Regions from separate parts of the Mus musculus genome. Here all the other regions are linked to region 1. The links are chromatin contacts, called in public Hi-C and HiChIP or PLAC-seq maps. All regions are on one chromosome and are shown on one strand. Each heading gives the region's core, a stretch centred on a gene start, on an enhancer-like site or on the middle of the called end of the contact. The rest is flanking DNA. Distances are from core to core; before and after follow the strand shown. Region 1 overlaps Rad51b (RAD51 paralog B). Region 2 overlaps Actn1 (actinin, alpha 1). Region 3 has its middle 4.7 kb from the start of Gm36834.

Evidence for each region. Hi-C and Micro-C count contacts between places; a contact is called where the count stands out from the background. HiChIP or PLAC-seq counts read pairs in DNA pulled down with a chosen protein or histone mark.
Region 2: a contact with region 1 is called in an H3K27ac HiChIP or PLAC-seq map of extraembryonic endoderm stem cells, with 11 times the contacts expected there. The contact joins two enhancer-like sites. A contact is called at or near these places in 1 of 484 Hi-C or Micro-C datasets (liver), 8 of 115 datasets of contacts at active chromatin or transcription factors (bone marrow-derived macrophages, cardiomyocytes, differentiating embryonic stem cells and 5 more) and 1 of 9 other capture datasets (embryonic stem cells).
Region 3: a Hi-C map of bone marrow-derived macrophages shows a contact between it and region 1, with 13 read pairs. The contact joins two enhancer-like sites. A contact is called at or near these places in 1 of 15 datasets of contacts at CTCF or cohesin (large pre-B cells), 5 of 484 Hi-C or Micro-C datasets (adipose-derived mesenchymal stem cells, bone marrow-derived macrophages, cranial neural crest and 2 more), 7 of 115 datasets of contacts at active chromatin or transcription factors (bone marrow-derived macrophages, double positive thymocytes, embryonic basal ganglia and 3 more) and 1 of 9 other capture datasets (embryonic stem cells).

What each region holds. Positions count from the first base shown.
Region 1 is chr12:79,351,313-79,354,115 of GRCm38.p6, forward strand. All of the region lies in intron 7 of Rad51b (RAD51 paralog B), which reads left to right. Among named protein-coding and RNA genes, the nearest start is that of Rad51b, 55 kb to the left of the region's middle. Within about 2 kb of position 1,454, at least 100 of the 459 cell types and tissues checked have an H3K27ac peak or open chromatin away from gene starts, as enhancers often do. A contact at or near this core is called in bone marrow-derived macrophages, extraembryonic endoderm stem cells and heart atrium, where this site is marked.
Region 2 is chr12:80,223,100-80,225,902 of GRCm38.p6, forward strand. The region is part of intron 1 of Actn1 (actinin, alpha 1); the gene reads right to left. Among named protein-coding and RNA genes, the nearest start is that of Actn1, 36 kb to the right of the region's middle. Within about 2 kb of position 1,437, at least 21 of the 459 cell types and tissues checked have an H3K27ac peak or open chromatin away from gene starts, as enhancers often do. A contact at or near this core is called in extraembryonic endoderm stem cells, where this site is marked.
Region 3 is chr12:80,013,478-80,016,280 of GRCm38.p6, forward strand. No RefSeq gene overlaps it. Among named protein-coding and RNA genes, the nearest start is that of Gm36834, 4.7 kb to the right of the region's middle. Within about 2 kb of position 1,349, at least 109 of the 459 cell types and tissues checked have an H3K27ac peak or open chromatin away from gene starts, as enhancers often do. A contact at or near this core is called in bone marrow-derived macrophages and heart atrium, where this site is marked.

The DNA.
Region 1 (2,803 bases), core at 204-2,703:
AAAAGAATGGCTGTTTTCTCCTTTTGTGGCACAGGCAAGAGATACTGTTAGAAATGTTGCTAAGAAGTGAAACCATTCAGAAGGACAAAGTGGTTCTAGCAGGAACCACTGTTGCGTCAACCTCAGAGACTCCCTTACAGGAGTTGAGGATCATAGCTGCTGCTGCTGTTCCTTTCCTATAGGAGCAGATGAGTATCAGGACTGTCATTTAGGTTCATATTTTAACAGGCTGGGATAGGTGGGAAAAAGTGGAGTGTGTCTCTGGCGTGGTGTGAGCGGAGATGTTTCTTCATTGAGAGCTGGATTGCTGTGATGCGTGTGGAACTGCACACAGAGATGGTGGCGTGCCCACCCATTGGCTATTCTCTTGTAGTATGTCAGGCTGCTGTTCTTAGTCCCCTTGCCACACCTTTAGCCTGATGTTCAAACACTGGCAATCAGGATGTGTTTAATGTTGATCGAGGTAAATAAAGATTGAACATGGTGGGCTAGTTAGAGGCACAACGAGTGCGCTCTCTCTCTCTCTCTCTCTCTCTCTCTCTCTCTCTTTCTCCTTAGCAGTTGAATGTTAACAGACCGTTGAAGAAGTTGTTCTTTTTCCTCAAGAGCTTCCCGTCAGCTAGCCCAGCAGCATGGTCAGTGTGGACTTGTGACTCTGGCTTTTCAGTTGTGTTACAGGAAAAGGTACTAGCCATCTGTGTGCTGCAGTTCTTTAAAATACATATTTTCAATCCTTCAGCTGGTGGTGGAAAACATCTCAGCAGCTCCTGGGGCTGAGGCAGGAGGATTGTGGATATAAGACAGGCCCGGGGTATATAACAAGAGCCTGTCTCAAAATCAAATAAGATAAGAGAGGGATGGAGGAAGGGAGGGAAAAAGAGGAAGACAGACAGATATCCCTTTGATTGGAGTCTTGTGACCTGCTTAAACTCTTCTGGCACTTTCTCTTTGACGCCTGTCCACACCCAGGAAGATATCTTAGATTGCCCTCTAGTTATCTTAGTCATGTGCTTTGAGCAGTGAAGGCATGAGTCAGAGAAGGCTTATGCTAATGATTTTTTGGGAGGGGGTTCCTGCAATCTTATTTAGAGTTCGAAATGGCACTAACTGACATTTTTGCTCCTTTGAGAAATTTGTAACTGAGTGTTGCATAAGGCTGACATAATTGAGGGTGTAGGCTTCCTTTAGAACACAGCCCCCAGGAGACTGTTCAGTACAGAATGTAAAGATGCTAAGATGATAGTGGAACTCTTGGCTGCCAAGTCATAGGACTGTCTCTTCCAGTTTACCAGTTTATGTATAGTCTGCTGTGTAGATGATGCTGGTCTTCAGAACCCCTCCCCCCTCTGGTTTTTTTTTTTTTTTGGCTGTTATGTCCTGTTGGCACTTGTGGTTAAGAATAAATAGCTCAGACCCTGTTAAACTGCACTTGCTTGTCCAGACTAAAGGTCAGCTGTGTGTGACTAAGGAAATTGTCTGCATTTTATCTAGTGTTATGAGGTGGTGAGAAGGCTATTGTATTGATTGCAGGCTAGGGAGATAATTTGTAAACACGGCTTGGGGATAGGAAGAGGTGTCTTAGATAAGAAAAGCAGTGATCAAAGGATCTGTATTTGCTGTTGATCAGCTCTAACTGTGAAGCATCTGGGGCGTTGGGCTGTAAATTGAGAGATTAGCTGAGAATCATTGACTTAATACTCAGCCGGTTGCTGTGAGCTGAGAGCAAGTCAGCCATGTTCCTTGTCTTTAGGGACTTAGACTTGCTGAGACAACAGAGGCAATTACTTAAAACCCATGTTGAAGTGAAGGCTTTCTCTTTTAGAATCCTCTTTCCAGTGTGAAGCAGAGACAACAGGGAGCATGGGAGAAACGACAGCAAGCCTATTTTAGGTACATGTCTGTACCCTGCATGTGATACGGGTCACATTGCCCTGGGAAATAAGCTTTAGAAATGGTAAAATAGTTGTGTGTCTGTAGTACAGATGCCGTGTAAAATCCCTTATCAGACACAAGACTGACAATATAAGAGGAATACTAAATTCCTTAAAAGAAATCTCAGTAGCTGTGGATAAAACCAAAAAATTTTTTTAAATGGCAAAAGTGAAATTTTTTAATAAAAAGGCATAAATTCAGAATACTGATGACAACCGGGCAGCTGCCTGGTGGGAAGATGGCTTCTACTGCCCCCGTTGTGTCTCGTCTTCTGGGGCTACTGGAGTGCAGCAGCTGTGTAGAAAGCAGCAACATTCACGTCAGCATGTTCTAGTCACTGAATGTGTGAGACCAGCGTCTGACAGTGTTGTTTGCTTGGTGAAGGTCACTTCTTGGTGATTGTGCTTTGGTGTGTCTGTCTCCAGCATGGTTATTTACACCTTCAAGACCTAATCTAGCCAGGCACTGTCAAAGCTTCATAGACAGATACCATCACTCTGTAGATTAGGGTTTCAACAGAGAATTTTGGGAGAGATGTAAAATTTTAGTCCACAGCAAATTATCAGATTAGAGATATTCCACCCACCCCCCATCTTCCTTTCTTATTGCTGGGAATTATCTCTAGGGTCCTGGCATGCCACTGAGTTACATTAATAGCTTTCTAGACAGAAAAAGTGCTAATTAAAAGAGTAGTTGGCAGGTTCATAGGCACGCATTTCATAGCCATGCCTTGTAACCTACACAGTGTGTGTGTGTGTGTGTGTGTGTGTGTGTGTGTATTCTTTTGCATTTATCAAATGTTTTATTTTTATTTTTTAAAGTCATGGTGTTTTGCTGGTTAAATATATTCCAACTTGAATCGTTTTAGAAC
Region 2 (2,803 bases), core at 187-2,686, 870 kb after region 1:
TGGCTACTAGAACCACCCAGTGAATGGCTCACTCAATATGCATATCCAACTCACTAAGGCATGTGTCATCTCAGCTGATCGGCTCCATGATCCTCCATTAAAGGAGGAGATGGGGTGAGAGGCAGCGGCAACCTCTACAGCACCAGCTGAACTAAGACCTTTACTGTGGTTCGTGGGATAGCTCAGGCTCTTCTAGGAAAGCCAGCTAGCCGTAAAGACACAGTGTGACCACCCAGCTCTGCCTGCCACCCTGTAGGTAGATTGGGGTATACAGTAACGTGAAGACCTTTTTAGTTGTCCCCGGTCCCAGACAGAAGAGGGAAGCTAAAGGGCAGCTCAGGACACAGACCGAAAAATCACCTCCAATGTTCAGATCCAGCCAGAAGGGGGGCGCTGGCCCTGTGGCTCCCTGGGGATGCGGAATGGGTCAGGTCGGGCAGGGTTCTCTTCTAAGGCTCAGTTTTGGGACGGTAGAAAGTGGGTTTGAATTCTTGACTCTTGGCTTCTGAACACAAAGCCCATTGAGAAAGACAATGAATAATTAAAGAGGCAGCCAAGCCGGCAGGCAGTGTGGAGGCCAGGGTGTGAGCAACGCCCTGTTTGGGCTTGGGCTGGCCCCCTGTCAGCAGCCTCTCTGGAAGCAGGCCAACACATATCCTTCTGATCAACCCCATTCTCTCCCCACCTCCCTCAGGGAGTTGGAGCTGACTCATTCATTCATTCACTTGTTCATGCGTTCGTTCTCAGTGAGTACTGATACTGTAAGTGAATAAAACCAGTTCCTAGGTCACGGAACCTAGAGTTTCCACAGGGGACGAAAGCACAGGGCAAGCGAAGTGCCTATGTAGGAAATGCCAGAAGCATGAGCTCGTGGCTGGGTTCTGACCTGACCCCTGTTCTAAAGAGTGCTACTTAGGTGAAAAGTTTGCAAAAGAGGCGCTCCAGATTATAGCTAAGGGGGAGGGGGCTGATAATAAAAGCTATTCGTATTACATCGCCAGTGAGAACTGAGCTGCATGCATATGCTGCAAGGTACGGGGAGTGGCCGTTCAAGCAGAAGAAACAGAACAACCAAGGCTCTAGGTAGGGCAGAAGCCAACTCAAAAAAACAAAAAGAAACAAACATAGCCCCTGTGGCTAGCACCAGAGGTGAGCACAGTGCCAGAGGCCCTGGAACCTGGGTGCCCACAGAACATCGAGATTATTCTCCCTGAGAACAATGGAAGCCACTCACAATCTCTGATCGGATTTCAGCTGAAATAAATAAAAGGGCGGCGAGGTGGGTGTGAGATGTGGGTGTGGGTTAGCACACAAGGACACCTTCATCTGGCAAAGAGACTTCATGCTGCTGCAAGCAGATGTAGACAAAGGGGTGACCTAAGACAAGGTAGCTCAAACCCAGCTGGTGAATGCAGATAAGTGGGTGGGGCCTAGACACACTCCAGGCAGGGGAGTTCAGAGACCACCCCTACCCCACCAGGCATCACATCTGAGCTGAGCCCACAGGGAGGGAAGGGGAAGGTGGCAGAGTCGCTATGCCCAGCCGTACTCCTACAACTAACCAACACTCAGGCAAACCACCCTGTGAGCCGTGAGAGCCCCCTGGTAAACCGGGGGTGTAGAAAGCCTAAAGATCACCTCCCAGGCACTGGGCCAACCAGCCGGCATGACTGGCTGCAAGCAGCTACGCACATTCCCATCTGAGTTGGGGAGCCAACCTTGCCCATGCTTCTACAAGGCTCTCCAGACCAATCAAGATGGACAAAGGGACACTATGTATCCATGGGACTTCCTCAACAGCCTCGGCAGGAATTGCAGCCCTGCCCACCCTACCTAGCCCATGCCACGTAAAACACGCCTTCCCATCCTTTTACATCCCAGCACCTATTGATTCTCAATGGCTCTGGGACAAAGCCCAAGGCCTGCCAGGCTCACCTGGGTCTTAATTTTCAGAAGGCACACCTGGGGCTCCACCTCATCATCTGTCACCTCAGCTGCTCTTTACAGGCCCCTAAGATGGCCTGAGAGAGTCACCCCTCACTTCTCCATCCTTTAAAGGAATATTTGCAGGAACATGGACACATGGCATCAGAAGCCCCGAGTTCTAATTCTGGGTCCACCGCTGGTGATCAGGTTTCCCTCTACAATGTCCCCCACTTTCAGAGGATTCCTCTCTGCCTCCTATCAATGCGCTGCATCTGGTTAAGATCAATTATTCAGGGAGAGTGAGCTAAAGAGAAAAAAAAAATCACATTTCTCAAATTAGCCCCATTATATCAAATGCTGTCAGAAATCCCACCCTGACAAATGCCACTCTAGTTCAGGAGCCCTAGGGTGGGGCCCACAAATTAGTATTATAACAGGCACTCCAGGCAAACCCTGTAACCAAGCAAGCTTGGACAACTGTGGGCTAAAGACATACACAAGAAGTCGGGGCTCCCGGCCTTCGCAAAGAAGGCTAAAACACAGTTCGATTCATCCCACTATCTTCACACCTATCTACACGCGCTCACCAGGTACAAGACACCAGCCCAGGTGGTCTACATCCGACATGCTGGTTTAGTTCTAACAAGGTCCCCACAGGGCACACATCCCTGTCTGTCTCTACTGGTGAAGAAACTGGGGCCTAGGGAGAGGCTTCAACGAGTAAGGCGCTTGCTGCCCAAGAATTCCCAGCACCCACGTAAAAAACCTGGGGTGGTGACACATGACGGTAACCCCTGTGCTATGGAAGCAGAGACGAGTGGCACCCTAGTTCCCTGGATGAATCTGGGAGCTCTAGGTTCGGTTTGAACAACTAAGT
Region 3 (2,803 bases), core at 99-2,598, 660 kb after region 1:
GGAAACACAAAGGCCCTGAACCCCTGGAAGTCATTACTCCTTCCTTTAGCAATTGTTGAATTAAGCATCATAAATATGGTTCCCATCCTGCTCCCCGCCCCCCAACCCCCCCCCCATTGCAAGCACACTCATGTGCACACACACACACGCACACACACACACACACACACGATCTGCTGGACATATGTTCAGAAGAAAGTAGGGACGCAAGTGAGAAAAAAAAATTCCCATGTCCTGAGTCAAGAGCTTGAGAGCTTTAAAGACGCTGGGGTGGAGGGTGGGTGATGGCGTGCTGGAAATGGACTATCCATAGGATTTATAGCTTATATGTTTCACAAAGCTTTTCTTAACATATAAAAATCTGTAGCGTATGGCTTTTCCCCCCCTTTTTGGTATAGGGCAGTAAACAAGAGCTTTGAAAGGAGAAGGAAACCAGGAGAAAGCCGGCTCCATTAGTCACGCAGCTGCGTATCCTGTCACAAAGGACCCCAGTTGAGTAATCGCCCAAAATATGCCTGTTATTTTTTTTCTGTCAGAAAAAAAGGGGGGCTGCCAAAACGTACTGTACAAAAAAAAAAAAAAAAAGAAAGAAAGAAAAAGAAAAACCCAGCTGGCTTTTCAGCCCCCACCCCCGGGGGTGGGGGTGGGGTCAGAAAATAAAGAAGAAACAGGCATAGCTTGGAAGTGTTCTCCCTACTTGTCTTTGCAAGAAGAAGCTCTCAAACTGCTTGTGGCAATGGAGCCTGCAGGGCTGGAGGATTGGCTGGCTCCTTGGACATCTAGAGTCCTTGCATGCCATCATGGGGTTCCCAGATGTTAAGAAGGCAAAGGCTGCAGAAGAAGGCAGGAAGAGGCAAGAAGTCACCCAAGAAAGGGATCCTAGAGAGTGAATATGTCCTTTGAACATCCTTATGTGAGAGACTTCAGGGCTCCAGAGCGAATCTGTGGCAGTTCACACCCGTTCCGTTCCATGAGCCCTGTGTGAGCCCTGCAGGGGCCACTGACTTTCTCCCAGCAAGCACCGCTGCCGCACCGGCAGCTTTTCTGATGAGCTCAGCAAAACCGGCTTTGGCTCAGGCGTGAGCCATGCTTGCAGTGTTTGAAAGACAGATGGAACAAGAGGAGGAGTAGGAGGATATCTAACTTGGGGGGACAAGCTGAGGAACTGGGGCTCAAAATCCAGCAAGGGTGTGTACATCTGTAGTCTCAGCTACTTGGGGGACTGAGGCAGGAGGATTATTTGAGCATATAAATTCAAAGTTCAAACAGTGGGTGGGACGACACTCTGCAGTACACTCCAGTGAGTGACGCTTACCACGGAAGCGAAAAGCCCGAGTTCAAGCCCCAGGATCCACGTGGTAGAAGCAAAGAGCCAACTCCCACACAGCATCACACGTGCTGATAAATTTTGAACTGTATGTGAGTTTTAAATTTTTAAGAAAGAAGAGAGAAGACTTTAAGGGAGTGGGGAGAGGGTGCTCTAGAGGAAGACTGCTTTGATTGGAGCTGCCTACGACTTCCGGTGCGAAATTTCCTGGATCAGCTTTCCAAAGGGTGGCAGGCACCTGGTGAGGAGGCCAAACCACTGCAAAGGCGCTCTAAAATTTCATCCAGTCACCATCTTTATTCCATGCTCTTAATCCGTCGTCCTCAGGACTTGGAGGGCAGGGGCGATCAGTCCTAGTACAAACTGTACTCTCAAAAAGTCACACTTTTTCTCCTGCCAAGACTGTCGAGAGTCAGAGCTGTCCCCAAGAAGCGGGGCTTCTATCTCTATACCAGAAAGCTGTCTCCTTAAGAAAGGGAAGGACCAAGAATAAAAATGTGTATGAAAAATGAAAAAACTAAACCCCACTATCTTGTATACTAATTAAAAAATAAAGAAAAGGGAGGTAGGGTCTGCACCACCATATGGACATGAATAGCAGATGTGCTGTTCCTGTTCTAGGCTATCTGGGTTAGTCCTAGAGAAGACAGACAGACAGACAGACAGACATGTCCACGTGCGCACATGCACACACACACACACAAACACACACACACACACACACACACACACACATGGAGATGAGAAGTTTAGGAGACCTTCACAGGGATGTCTCCAGGGACCTGAGTCCTAGGTCCCTACAGATTGCTTTAGGAAAGCTCAGGGTTTTACAGAACCAGGACTTTAGCCCTGTACTGGCTAGTTTTGTGTCAACTTGACACAGCTGGAGTTATCACAGAGAAAGGATCTTCAGTTGAGGAAATGCCTCCATGAGATCCAACTGTAAGGCATTTTCTCAATTAGTGATCAAGGGGAAAGGCCCCTTGTGGGTGGGACCATCTCTGGGCTGGTAGTCTTGGTTCTATAAGAAAGCAAGCTGAGCAAGCCAGGTGAGGCAAGCCAGTAAAGAACATCCCTCCATGGCCTCTGCATCAGCTCCTGCTTCCTGACCTGCTTGAGTTCCAGTCCTGACTTCCTTGGTGATAAACAGCAGTATGGAATTGTAAGCTGAATAAACCCTTTCCTCCCCAACTTGCTTCTTGGTCATGATGTGTGTGCAGGACTAAGACAAGCCCCTTGAGGCTTTGGATCCCAACTAAGGCAGAGTCCCATCCAGCTCTGACCTTAGAACCAAAGTTCCGAGATAGCAGTGCATGGGCACCTAATCTCCATGAGGGACACACCTCAAATTGTAGTTATGGCCTCCTGCAGGGAACAGGCTCCAGGTTATGAGGCAAGAGTCTCTCCTTCCCCTTGTTTAATGATCTGCTAGGAAATTCAGACAATCCACTGGTCTTTCTATAACCAATGCCCCCT